Regions from separate parts of the Mus musculus genome. Here region 2 is linked to region 1. Evidence: chromatin contacts called from public HiChIP or PLAC-seq data. All regions are on one chromosome and are shown on one strand. The core of a region is the stretch at or near the end of the contact, and the rest is flanking DNA. Distances in the headings are between cores, read along the strand shown.

Region 1 (6,377 bases), core at 1,799-4,298:
TGTGGATAACCCTAGCTGCCTCGGGAAAGCAACCAGGGACTTGGTGACTCGCTGACAGTGGGTAGTGGATAAGATGGAGAACATACTTGACCCGCTGACAGCAACTCCCTTTTAAGGCAAGTCCTGAGGCAGCTCTAATGAGTCTCCTCCGGCCCCTAGGGGAATGGCGTTTGGTTTCAGGGTGAGTTTAGGCTTTGGGGTCGGACTGGCATGGCTTCAGATCCGGCTTTGCCATCTACCATGTGAATCTAGGAGGTTTGCTAAGATGATCTGCACCAGCTCTGGCTCCTGGGGATCTGGCAGTAACTTAAATGACTTACATGATGGGATGCAGGCTGAGAAACAAACCGTGGTCCTCACTAGCACTGCTGGCCAGGGAGGCAGGAGGGTCAAGAGTTCAAGTGCATCCTCAGATGTATCAAGTTCAAGGTCAGGAAATCCTGATCAATAATCTTTATAAAATTAAAACAAATTAAGTTTTTAATTAAATTAAAAACAAAGTTTAGTGGTGGACAGCTATAATCCCAGCTCTTAGAAGGGGGGTGATAGAAGTGTGTGAAATTCAAGGTCATCCTTAGCTACATAGCAAGTTCAAGGCTAGCTTGGGTTACAAGAAACCCTTTCTCAAAAAAAAAAAAAAAAAATACTAGCCAGATCTGCCAGCTTTTCAAAAAAAATAATAATGTCATATGAAATGTGATTTTTAAATGTTAGCAATCAATTTCAAACTTCTTAAAACTTAACCCAGTAGAGACAAATAAAGCAGGGCTCCGTGCCATAGCCCGCCTACAGATCAAGTGCGAGCCTGTTACCCACAGGCTACCCCATGTGTCAGCAAGCCTGATGGTCCTCATCTTTTCAGAAAGCCGACCCCAGCACCCTCAGCATCCTTCTCCACAGGACAACTTGGCCAGGGATGCTTCTCGGGAGGAAAATGAAGATAAGAACTGGAGATCTGGCAGGAGGCACAAGAGAGAGCTGCAGAGGGAATCCTTAAAAGGATTTAGAAGGATTTTATTGTACTTGGTGAAGCACAGCAGGGGATAAGATCATAAATTCACCCTTGAGAACAGCCTGGGTCTGAGACTGTGTGGAGGTCGGGGGTAGAGGGCAGGGGAGGGTGGAGTCTTTGCCTCTGTTGTGCTGGGCTTTCTGTCTTCAAGTCACCCCAACACCAGACTCAGGTGCCCCGAGTTCCGATAGGCCCAGACCCAAGGATAAAGTAGTTAGGCTAGCTTGGGCTTCACAACCCATCTAAGTATCTCTCTGAGGCCAGATGGAGCTGGGATAAACTGAAGTCTTCAAAAAGCCCAGACCAGGGAACTTGCTGGAAGGGTCACAAGTATGATCCAGTGGGTTTGAAGAATTCTCCAGAGGACTCAGACCACAGTAAGGTTTTGAGAACTTCTGCTCACATCCTGGTCCTGCCGTCCTCCATGGGGACAGCAGTAGTAGGCTTGCTGTCATAGGACAGTGCTGGCTTCCTCCAACAATCACTGAAGAGGCTACTCTTAAGTTTTCCCATGTGGAAGCTGCCGGCCAGAGGAAGACAGCACAGCCCTTGCTCTGGAACCCGAGGCTCAGAAGAAAGCAAGAAAGATGGATGTATGGGTCCTTCTGTTCATGCTAACAGAGCACCAAGGACCAGCCATGTTTTCAACATGGGACGTGGGAGCACTGGCCTCCAGAGTCCACCGAGAACCTTTATGTTGGCCTCTGTTATTTATGTCCCTCCGGCACACTGCCTCCCCGTGTCTCTCAGCATCTCAGAAGCCTTTGTTTGCCCCTTAGTGGGATCTCTTTGCAAATCTCCCAAAGATGAGGTCCTCTCAGTTCCTGGCCCTGATCTGGAGTCGACTTTGTTCCATCTGAAGAGCCCCTCCCCCACCTCCCCTTCTACTTGCACTTCCCGCCCCCCTTTCTCCTGGTGTAGACGCTGCAGAAGCTTGAGAGTTCTTGGGACAGGTCCTCAGCTGACTCTCTGACTCTGCCATCTGTCTCCACCCACGTGCTGAGTGAACCCAAAGCTTACATCCCCCGGGGCCAAGCCTAAGCAACTCGTTAAAGAAGCCCCAGGCATAGGAGGCACACTCGCTGAGCTTGGTTCCTGAGTCTCTCCTGCTTCCCTGATGGAGGAGAAAGGACAGTACCAATCAATTTCCCCAAGCAGGTTACTCCCTCTCTTCTCAGACAGCTTTCCCACCTAATCCCAAATCCTGCTGCAACTTCTGCCAACTCAGAGGCCTCCAGAATCCACCCTGTCCTCTCCAGGCTGTTGACTGAGTACAGGACCCAGAGACTGCCAGACCGGGACCCACCCGGGACAGTGAGGAACTACAGCATAGGAGTCATTCTGGGGCCCAGAGCGCTCATTCTTTGGCTTTGGTGACACTGCAAAGGTGGCGCAGGCCCTGGACCGCAGGGGCAGGAAAAGCCCAAGGCCGCCAATGGAGAAGGCACATGTATGGCTGGTATGGTAAGGTGGAGAGCGTGTGGGGCTCCCGGACTGCCACACATAAAATGCGGCCACCCCACCCCACCCCCGACGTGACATCTGCAGTGTCCGTGACAGTTCAGCGTGAGGTTGGACCTAAGGACAGAAGACTGGTTCGGTGGCGTTCCCACGATAGCGACTCACGTGGGGAATGAGGCTCGGGTCCTGGTACTCGCTGAGCCTAGGGTGGAAGAGCGTCCCACGACCACTGAGAAAACTGGAGAAGTGGATGCGCCTCAGGCCAGGAGCCCTGGGAGGAGCAGCGCTGGGACTTAAAAGGTCGCCACCGGAAGGCAGGGGCCTGCAGGGCGCAGGAGATGATTATGGGAGGAGATGGTTATGGGCAGGATGGGGAGAGTGCAGCACTGCGTTCCGCTAGGACCTGGACTCTGGGTCGGGTCAGGGTGCGTGGCATCGCAGTGGCGGGTCCCGCGGTGGCTCCATCCTCCCGCCCCCCGCCCGCCCCTCTCCCCGCCCCGCGCGCAGTCCCCTCCCTCCGTCCCGCCTCCTGCCCGGCCACCTCCCTCAGCTGCTGCCGCGCCGCGTTGCCGGCGCACTTGCAGCCCGGCGGGCACCAGGAGGCGGAGGCGGGACGGTCAGGGGTCCAGCGCGCAGGACAGCGGCCCTGGGGCCAAAGTTTGCGGGCAGCCCCGGCAGGCCAAGCGGGTCCCACGTGCCGCTTGCTGCCCCCTCTCGCATCCTCACCCCGGCATCGCTGCGCCGGGAGACAGAGCTGCGGCCCGGCTAGCTCCTAGGCGGGGACGCCGCGACGGGAACTTAAGGTGGGAACTTCGCGGGCTGCAGCCTGGCGGGACCCTGCTCCTGCAAGCGGCGCTCCGGGCTCTGCACGTGGCCGCGGCCCCGGTACCCTCTGCGGATACCTAGGAGCCCCGGAGAGGCCGCCCGGGCGATGCGGCATGCACCCACGCGGCCGCAGTTTGGTCCGGCCACGGATCCTTTCCAGGGGTCCCCGGAATGCGTAGTGCGCTCTGACTTTGCGTGCAGGGTTTTTGGGGTCCCACGGGAGGAGTTGGAATGCGGGGAAGTCTTTCACTGTCAATAGGCACGGAAGGCAGCATCCCCACCAGCGGGACTCATTTAAGTCATTCATTAATTACGAACTCAGTGAAGGCTTATGGACCGCCTACTGTGTGCAAGGCCCTAGTGACTATTCAGTGGTCGCGGGCCTTAGCATCTAGTAAGAAAGTTAGAGGTCTCCTTAACCTCAGTGTACCCGGGATAAGTGGCCCGGCTTTGCTCATAGTTTTTGGGTGTGGATGGAAAAGAGACGAACTCGTTCATTCTCTGGGTTGTACAAAAATTGGTTGAGCACCTGCTGTGGGCATCTCACTATGCCAAACACTCAGTGTTCATCCAGTCATTTATTCAACAAGCCTGGATTGAACAATGGCCGAGGTGGCGACAGGACAATGGACTCTGGCGATGGGGGGGCGGGGGGGAGGTTGAGACTCTCAGGCCCTGCCTCAGAAGGGCACAGCCTGCCAGGGTGGCCCGCGCTACAGCATATGTGTATAGCAGATTTAAGGTTGGTGCTTAATGCGTTCATTCCTGGGTGGGTGGGGGGTCCGATCCCTGGAGAGGAAGAAGTGGGCTTTTAAAAGCTCTTTAGTGGGGGCTGGGAGTGATGATGAGGGCTGAGAAGGTTCATCTAATGTTAGGTGAGCACAGCCTCCTCCTAGTGATGGGGCTTAGAGGCCAAGCTGTCACTTTGGCACACATTTTGTTAAACACTTGCAATGCAGAGGTACTTAAGGGGTGCTAAACACCTGAGTTCCCCAAGTAGATAATAGGTGGGAGGCAAACGCATACTCACCCCTCCTCGGTGACATCTGAGCTAAGTCCACAGGAAGGTGAGAGGAGGGGGCAGGGATTGGTCTGATTCGCTGGAGAAAGGAGGGCCTGCCAGACTATAAATCTAGGTAGATATTCGCTGGGGTTTGTTTGACACCCCCAACCCTCCACCAACGTGCACACACACACACACACACACACACACACACACACACCTATGACGGTACTCAGAGTCACTGCCTGGTGTCTCATCAATAAACACATCACCAGGTTAAGTGGTACTCCTGGAGATTAGGGCAGTGGGGTGTGCACACGGTGGGTTTTTCTACCTGTGGGTCTTTATGCTTTTGCAGCTTTGCACAGGCACCTGCTGTAGAGGGTGGGGAGGGAAGTGTGGCTAGGCATGGAGGCTTGGCCCCAAGGGATTGCTCCTACCAGCCCAGCTCTGAGCCAATCCATTCCAGTGGAAAAATGTCTGCTGTGGGACACACTCCAAACCCACAGGGGACGAATGAACCGAAAACAAGTCACCCTGAGCCTCTTCCCAGAGCTGGAGGACCCGGACTGTGAGTGTCTTGCAGCCTGATGAGGCAGACTCCTGGGGGGGGGGGGGGGAGGCAGTTGAGTTTTGTGCACTGGGTTGGCAAGGGACTCTGGCAAAAGGTGAGACATCTGCCCCAGGGACAGAAAGACAAAGATGTTTCCTGAACACAGTAGCTCACAGGGCTGCCCCTCTGAGAATCTACTCTGGGTTGGTTGTCTAAACCCAGAAAAAGAGAGCCCACCTTCCCTGTCCCTACCCATGGAGATAGCGGCTGGTGATACCACCTAAATAGAATTAATAAAACCAGAAGGGATAGAAGAGGCTGCCAAGCCTTGGTATTTTTACCTGGCAGACTGTCCTTAATGAACAAAGTCAACATATGAATCCGCCACAGGATCTGAACTGTGCTTTAAGTTATCCCTGCTTCAGGCCAGCGCCTGCCCCAACAGACAGTTGGCATAGCATCCCCTCCTTCCTGCCGAGCCCTGTGAGCAGCCCAGCTAGCTGGTGCTGTCTCCAGGTCCCCATTGCTCCTCTGTGTTAACCAGTGTCCCCCAATTTCTGACCACAAGGAAGGAAGGAAGGAAGGAAGGAAGGAAGGAAGGAAGGGAGGGAGGGAGGGAGGGAGGGAGGGAGGAAGGAAGGAAGGAAGGAAGGAAGGAAGGAAGGAGGAAGGAAAGAAGGAAGGAAGGAAGGAAGGAAGGAAGGAAGGAAGGAAGGAAGGAAGAGGGTTAGGTCAGTAAGCAAGCCCGAGGGCCGGCATTTAATCCCCAGTACCAAAAACAACAACAACAACAACAAACCAGGCATAGGATCCTGGCCAAAGAGACAGGGCTTGATTACAGGTGACCCCTGGGGCTCAGTTGTCTGCCAACCCAGAGAAAGGCCCTGCCTCAAAAACAAGTGGACAGAAACAACAGCTGAAACACACACACACACACACACACACACACACACACACACACATGAGAAGGAAGAGGCTAATACAAAGGATGTTCTGGCCACAATTTTGAAAAGCTCCTGGTAGAGTAACAGTGTGCACCAGGAGCCATTTTGCCAGCAGCAGAGCCCAGTGGCTAAACACACAGCCCGCCTATTTGATTCACTTTCCCCCATTTTGGTTCAGGCGAGGCATGGCGACAGGAGCCCACCTCCCAGCATGGAACTCCCCGGGCACTTTGACCCCTACTCTCCGGAGACAAAGCTGAGGTGTGTGGGAGTGACAGATGGCAAGTGGGAAAGACAGACTTCCACAGGCAGCAATCCTGAGGTGAGGGGGCAGCATGTGAGGACCTGGGCAGCCTAATAGCTGGATCTATTATAATTAACAATTTAATTGGGGGTGGATGCAGCGAGGCCAGCCTCTGAGTCAGCCCAGCCAGGAACCCTAATCCTGACAGATGAGACTCACGGGAGAGACCAGAACCACATGGAGCCTGGGAAGAGAAGGAGGGGAGCCTCGGGTTCCCTGCTCAAGTTAGGGATGGTAGTCCAGGAGCCAAACCCCAACACCAGAAGCTCAACAAA
Region 2 (6,377 bases), core at 2,188-4,687, 560 kb before region 1:
GACGCCTACTGAGGCCAAGTTGGAGCCCATGGAGTCCCCCTGGAGCAGGGGTTACATGTTGTTATGAATTGTCCAACATGGATTCTGGGACCCAAACTCGGGTCCCCTGTAAGCGCAGCAAATGCTCTTCACCACTGGGCCATCCCTCCATCCTCACCCCGCCACCACCACCTTTTTGTCTTTTAAAGGCACCACAAAAACAAACAAACAAGCACCTCATTACTCTGTGTGATAACCTAAAAACTAAATCAATAATGAAGTAATGACAGATAAAGGCAACAGTGTGTCGCTTAGAGCCCAGCCTTCTGACCTCAGGGCTGTACTTTGAATCTAGGTATCTCCCCACAGGCACACGCTCTGATCACTCAGTCCCCGACAAGTGGTGTGATTTTGGAGGGTTAAAGTGATGGAAACAGGTCACTAGGGGTGGCTCTTTAAAAATGAAGCACACCCTCTGTTCTGATCCTAAGTGTTCCGGTGTCCTGCCTGCTGCCAAGTGGACAAGCAAGCAGCTGCTCCGGTCGGCTGCCACCAAGCGAGACTCTTTCACCCCTCACCCCACCACGATGCACTCTGAAACCATGAGTCAAAATGTATCCTCCCTCCCTCCCTCCCTCCCTCCCTCCCTCCCTCCCTCCCTCTCTCCCTCCCTCCCTCTCTTCCTCCCTCCATTGCTTCTGTCAGGCATTTTCATGACCGTGGTGAGAAAAGCAACTGTTTTACATTTTTGTATTTTTATTTATATGTGTATGTATGTACTCCACACGCATGCATGTAATGCCAGAGGATGCCAGAAGAGGGCAATGTACGCTGCCCAAGAGGGGTGATGGGACCCAAATTAGAGCTCTGGGAGCCATCAAATAATTGGTTTAACCTTAGTTTTCTCCTTAAAACGTCTGTCTCCAACCACAGTCACTTTGTGCATTGGAGCACACGTGAGTCAGGTCCTCACCAGTGTCCTCAGCGGACAACTTGCAAGGCATGGTTCTCTCTTTCCACCATGCGGGTCCCGGGGATCCAGGTCAGGTGATGAAGCTTAGCGGGAAGAGTCTTTACCCTCCGAGCCTTTGACCCTCACTGCCTGACCCAATTTTCATAGCTAGAGAGAGCTGGACTTAGGTGTAAGAGCCAGATGCTGAACTCTGGGGAGGCGCTGTTCACGGGTAGTATGACCCGGATGCTGGTCGGATCGGAAGCCGCCTTCAGTGTATCAGGGATTCTTGTTATTTTTTAATCCCCAATACTTCCGTGTACTCGGTTTTGATTTTTTGTTTGTTTGTTTTGTTTTTTGTTTTTTGTTTTTTTTTTTTTCCTGGCTGTTGAGATACTTTCCCGACTGGTCTAAAATCTCGTATTTTGGAGCTTGAGTCAGAAAATCTGAAGCCAGTTTCCACTTTGTGCACTCACTGGGTGACTCTCACACAGTGCGGGATGATACGGGATCCACTTTATTGGACGATTGTTAGGGAGCGTGTTCAGGTTTTCAAAAACCCATGGATGAGACTTAGGAAGAAAAAAGATTCGAATAGGAAAAGTTCCCGGGGAGAACTCTACCCTCCCCCACCCCATCCCCGGAGAGTCTGAGGGCCCCTGGGAAGGCTTCCCTCGTTTAGAGTGCAATAAATATGACAATGTAAAAAAACAAAAACTGTGAGTCGTCCTTCCGGAATCTAAACAGAATGAAAAAAAAGTCTAGAATTGCAAATATCACAGTCGTGAGCCCTTGGGACAAAGACTATGCTGATGTAACCTTGAAGCAGAAAATAAACAAACAAAAAGGGAGCAAAAAAATATTCAAGGCTAGGATGGAGCAGGCTGGCCAACGCCCTTTCCTGAAAAGCCCTTGTAGGGTGAGAAGGCAGGCGTCTTCACGCCTAGCACCCAGCGTGTCCCTCCTAGCTAGGTTTGATCCTCTAATGTCCTTTGGTCTCCTTCCCTCCCCACAAGTAAATTCCTCCTTCCAGTCTCCAATCTACTGGCGACACCCTGCAGCCCCTGTATGCTTTATCTGCGGATTCAGATTCAGGCTGTGGCTTTACCCAGGTGGCTTCTTGTAACTTTACTCGACAATTTGGAAAAACAAACAATTCCATTCCGACCTTCCGATTTCGTAGGCTTCTGCGTTCCCCTCCCAAGTCTGCCTTTGTCAGGACCCCGTTATTACAGATTGAGGTCACTAACTGATGGCCCTGGCTTGGGGTATTTCTTTTTCTTTCTTTCTTTCTTTCTTTCTTTCTTTTTTTTCTTTCCTTCTTCCCCACCTTAAAATGCTAACTTAGCTGGTGACCGATGGCAATTATATAAATGGTCTTTGTTTGGACTTATCTGATCTTTCCCTATCAAGGGGTTTAATCTCAGCCTTCCTGGAAAGCCTCAGCTTGGCTGTGAAGATGCAAGCAATCTTCCACAGCTGTTTCTGAGCCCCTGCTGCGAGCTGTTTACCCTTGTAAGCCCCCACTTGCGATTAAGAATTGCTGCATTTAAAATTCTATTTTTTTTAATATATGCGTTTATTTAGAGAGACTGTGTGCATTCGTGCGTGCATGCACACTCGGAGGTCAGGGGACAGCTTTTGGAAGTAAGTTCTCTTCTTCCACTTTGAGTGGGTTTCTGGAATCGAACTGGAGACATCAGCCTTGGCAACAGGAACATTTACCCACTGAGCCATCTGGCCAGCCCATGTCACTTATTGTTAAGAAAAAGAAATATATACATTATATATTAATATATAAAAACATATAATATACATTAATATATGCGGCAAAGAAGGAATCTCCTCCAGGTAATACGGTTGGGGCGATATGAAAGTTTTATATCAATACTGGGAGTCCCAAATATCAGTTTCCAGTCCCATTTGGAACATTTCGTTGCTATGTGAGTGGCCACTTTATACAAATTTGGGAAGGAGCCACAGAAGGAAGGAAATAAAAGCCACCTCTCCGGCTGGAGTCCCTCATGGGTGCAAGGTCCTGGGATCTGTGGGGGAGGGGCAAGCCCTTCCCGTCCTGCAATAAGCATTTTAAACCCTGGGCCGCACCTGTGTTTACAAACCGTAGCTGTATTCTCGGGATTTGCTGTGTGGGTGACAACAAGCCCTCTCAAATGTGCATTTTAGAAAAATCCAAAATCTGTTTTAAAGAGGAGAAATGAAGGTGGCCGATGGGACTCGGCGTGTGCCTTACTGGCCCCTCCCTGCCCTGCTCCCTACACCCGCCAAGCTTTTCACACCTGGAATGTTGGGGGGCGGGGGAGCTCTAGGTGGAAATGTCGGGGACTCACTCTTACTTCAGAACTGGGGCTACACTCTCTTCCCTCTTAGGCGAGGCTTCAGCCGGGCGGCGGCGGCGGCTTCATCACGGTAATACAATTTTGTATGTTAAACAACAGATGTCAAACAGAAAAAAAGAGACGGGCCTTGGCTTTTCTTTCCCTGTGGCCCTCTTCCCCCCTCCCCTCTAAAGCAGCCATTTTTTCAGTTGCTATGACAGTGGTGTAGGAGTCTATCATTTTCCCATGCCTGCTGTATGTTAATGTGGAATCCATGCAGGCGTTATCTGGTTAGGCTGGGGGGCGGGGGGCAGCCTGCCCTCCCGGTCCCCTCCCCCACCCCGTCCTCAGTTTCCTCTCTAAGGAGTGATGTGTGTAAAGCCCTAAGTTTCATTTGCTTATTAACGTATCAGTTACAATCAGCCACAGAGTAACTGAAGCCCCCAGCGTGTGTTTACAAAGCAAGCTTTGAAATGAACAGAAGAGAGCTAGACTCATATTTTGTGTGTCATCTAAGACAGTCCTGCCCTTCCACCCTAACTCCGAAAACATCAGACCAGTCCACATGGAGGAGGGGACCGAAGCTCCTTCAAAATTTCCCCAAGCTGAGATAATCATAAGGTTTTCATAAGAATCTTTCTAACAAAGATGGTGAAGAAATCAAGAAAAAAGAAAAAAAAAAACGTTATGGAAGGAATCGGAGTAAAGAAAAACTTATTCTTTAAAACCAAACGGAGAGAAAGTGGAAGTTGGCCCCACCAGAGGGTCACTCTTCTTGGTGGTTTCGGTCTGTGTGAAATCCTTTGTCATTCCTGAAAGAATTTGTGAATCAGAATCATTGATTAGGGGCCTCAGAGTTAACTGTGCTTAAACAGAGAGCAACAAAGAAAAGGGAAGTTTTTTTTTCTTTTTTCTTTTTTTTAAGCTTCAGAAACAGGCCAGGACAGAAGCAAAATTAACCCCCAACGTGATTGATAGCATGCTTCACGTTATCCCCCCCCCCCTTCATTTCCAACAGAATACAGCCATGCCTGTCAGCCGAGGTTGGCACCCCCCCCCTTTCTCTTCTTCCTAATCCCTTAAAAAAAAATCTTGAGCCAGTAGGCCTCTAAAATGATTGCTTCAATTGTCAGTAGTTGCTTTCTTCACATTGTCCGGCTTTTCGGAGGCATCTGGCACATTTTATTCCGTTTTTGTTATTTTGAGCTGTTCTTTTATCATTTACCCACAGGAAGCAGTCTTAGCTGGCTGCAGATAAGACCTCGCATCCAGATGTGCATATCAAAGCGGGAGCAGCTACTTATTAAGAAAAACTTTCTTCTTAAGCCCAGCTCCTGTTCAAAGGACTGAGAGAGCCCGTGGCGTCAGTGACAAGCTGGTAATTCAATGCCTCGTCCCCACTCTGCCTCGGGATGGGAGGGGGGAACGGAGGTCAGAGTTTTTGGTGAAGGTCCACGTTTTAAAGCTGAAAAGGGTCTAGTGTAACAACAGCGCATCTTCCCCTATGCAGGCATCTACGTGCCGCTGGGTTTACACTGGGGGAAATGAATGCGCCCCAAATGGACCAGTAGCTATGCCCCGAAGAACGGATTTTGAAAGCCTAAAATTACCTTCTTTTTTTTTTTTTGAAGAGTGATATGCATTTGTATGGAAAATATTGAATTTCAACGCCCACCAACCTGCACTTGCTTCCTCTAGCTTTGAAAATACATTTAATATATTTAATAGCAGAAGACACATACAGAGCCCAAGGCTGTTCTCACAGCCTTTCCTAGCCCCGCCCCAATCTAAAGCGAGGTTGTGGTGTGCTACTTAGCCCCTTTTACAGCATTTTAAATGCACAAATGCCAAAATCAAACACTTTGTGGGGGATGGTGGGATGGTTCAGTGGATAAAGGCGCTGGCTGCTAAACCTAATGACCTGTGTCTGATTCTCCAGACCCACATGGTGGAAGGAGAGAACAGACTTTCAGAGGGTGTCCTCTGACCTCTCCATATTTGTGACAACTCCCACAATAATTATAAAATATGTATTTATAGCTTATAATTTGATAGAGTTTTAAAAACACATTAGCTTCCTTTATCTCATTTAGCATTACTGACTCCTTCCAACTTGACTGTGAGTTCTTCAAAGGCCCGAGTCTAATTAAGATGAGAATTCTGAGATGCTGAACACCCCTGTGTCCACTTGTAGTCCTGGAGCTGGGGAGGCAGAGACTGGAGTACTCCTGGGGCTCCCTGGCTAGCTCCAGGTTCAGTAAGAGGCCTAGTCTCAAAAAAAAAATTTAAAAAGATACAGTGCGGCCCACATTTTTGATCCTAGCACTGGCAAAGGCAGAGACATATCTCTGTGAGTTCAAGGCCAGCCTGGTCTATATATGGAGTTGTATGGAATGAGATCCTGTTTGAAATAATAATAGTTAAATTTCAAGAAGGAGGAGGAAGAAAAGAAGATAATTTCTAAAGTAACCCAGAGTCCCAACTTCAAGGCTGCCGTGCCGTTGTCTCTGACCCTTGGTCCCCTGTGTGTGGAGCAGACACCGCGTTCTTCCCCTTGTATTCCACCACACACTAAAGAAGCAGCAGTCCCTGTCATGCCTGCTGGTGTTCTCACCAGGACTCTTCCTGGATTAGATAAAGCCTGATTGGTGGGATCCCAGTCTGCTTTAGAGTCAGAATCCCAACAAGGTGAGTGAGTCTCCATCCAGCAGCTACCCAGAGCATGGGCGTCCTCCTGGTCTCCGGTGAAAAATTCAAGCGTGGGTAACTGGTCACGTGTTCGCACGCTCCAGGGTTTGGAGCTGCTATGTCTGTCTCCTCCGAGTGGAAGAGGCCAAATGACCTCCAGATTTCGGTTCAGTTTCCGATTATCCACTTCTGAAAGGGACAACGGAGCTCTTGTTTAAACAGCTTCGGGAGCCCAGAGGAAAGATTGTTCATTCTGACACATACAAAGGACTTGCTTCCCATACACTGGGTTGCCAATTGCGTTCTTAATACAAAGTTGGGTTCCAGAGCACAGACAGTAGGGGAGAAAGAAGGATTATCTGGCGACCACAGTGAGATGTGAATAATTGACAGGAATACAGGCTTCCTCTTCCCTCTTTGCA

Evidence for each region. HiChIP or PLAC-seq counts read pairs in DNA pulled down with a chosen protein or histone mark.
Region 2: an H3K27ac HiChIP or PLAC-seq map of extraembryonic endoderm stem cells shows a contact between it and region 1, with 7 times the contacts expected there. The contact joins the enhancer-like site here to the promoter of Kcng1 in region 1. A contact is called at or near these places in 4 of 39 promoter capture datasets (the 3T3-L1 cell line, the HPC-7 cell line and liver) and 1 of 115 datasets of contacts at active chromatin or transcription factors (extraembryonic endoderm stem cells).

Annotation. Positions count from the first base shown.
Region 1 is chr2:168,277,777-168,284,153 of GRCm38.p6, reverse strand. Kcng1 (potassium voltage-gated channel, subfamily G, member 1) reads left to right here and starts at 3,048. Exons shown (of 3, transcript NM_001081134.2): 1 at 3,048-3,276.
Region 2 is chr2:168,837,086-168,843,462 of GRCm38.p6, reverse strand. No RefSeq gene overlaps it. Among named protein-coding and RNA genes, the nearest start is that of Gm25214, 42 kb to the left of the region's middle. Within about 2 kb of position 3,437, at least 43 of the 459 cell types and tissues checked have an H3K27ac peak or open chromatin away from gene starts, as enhancers often do. A contact at or near this core is called in extraembryonic endoderm stem cells, where this site is marked.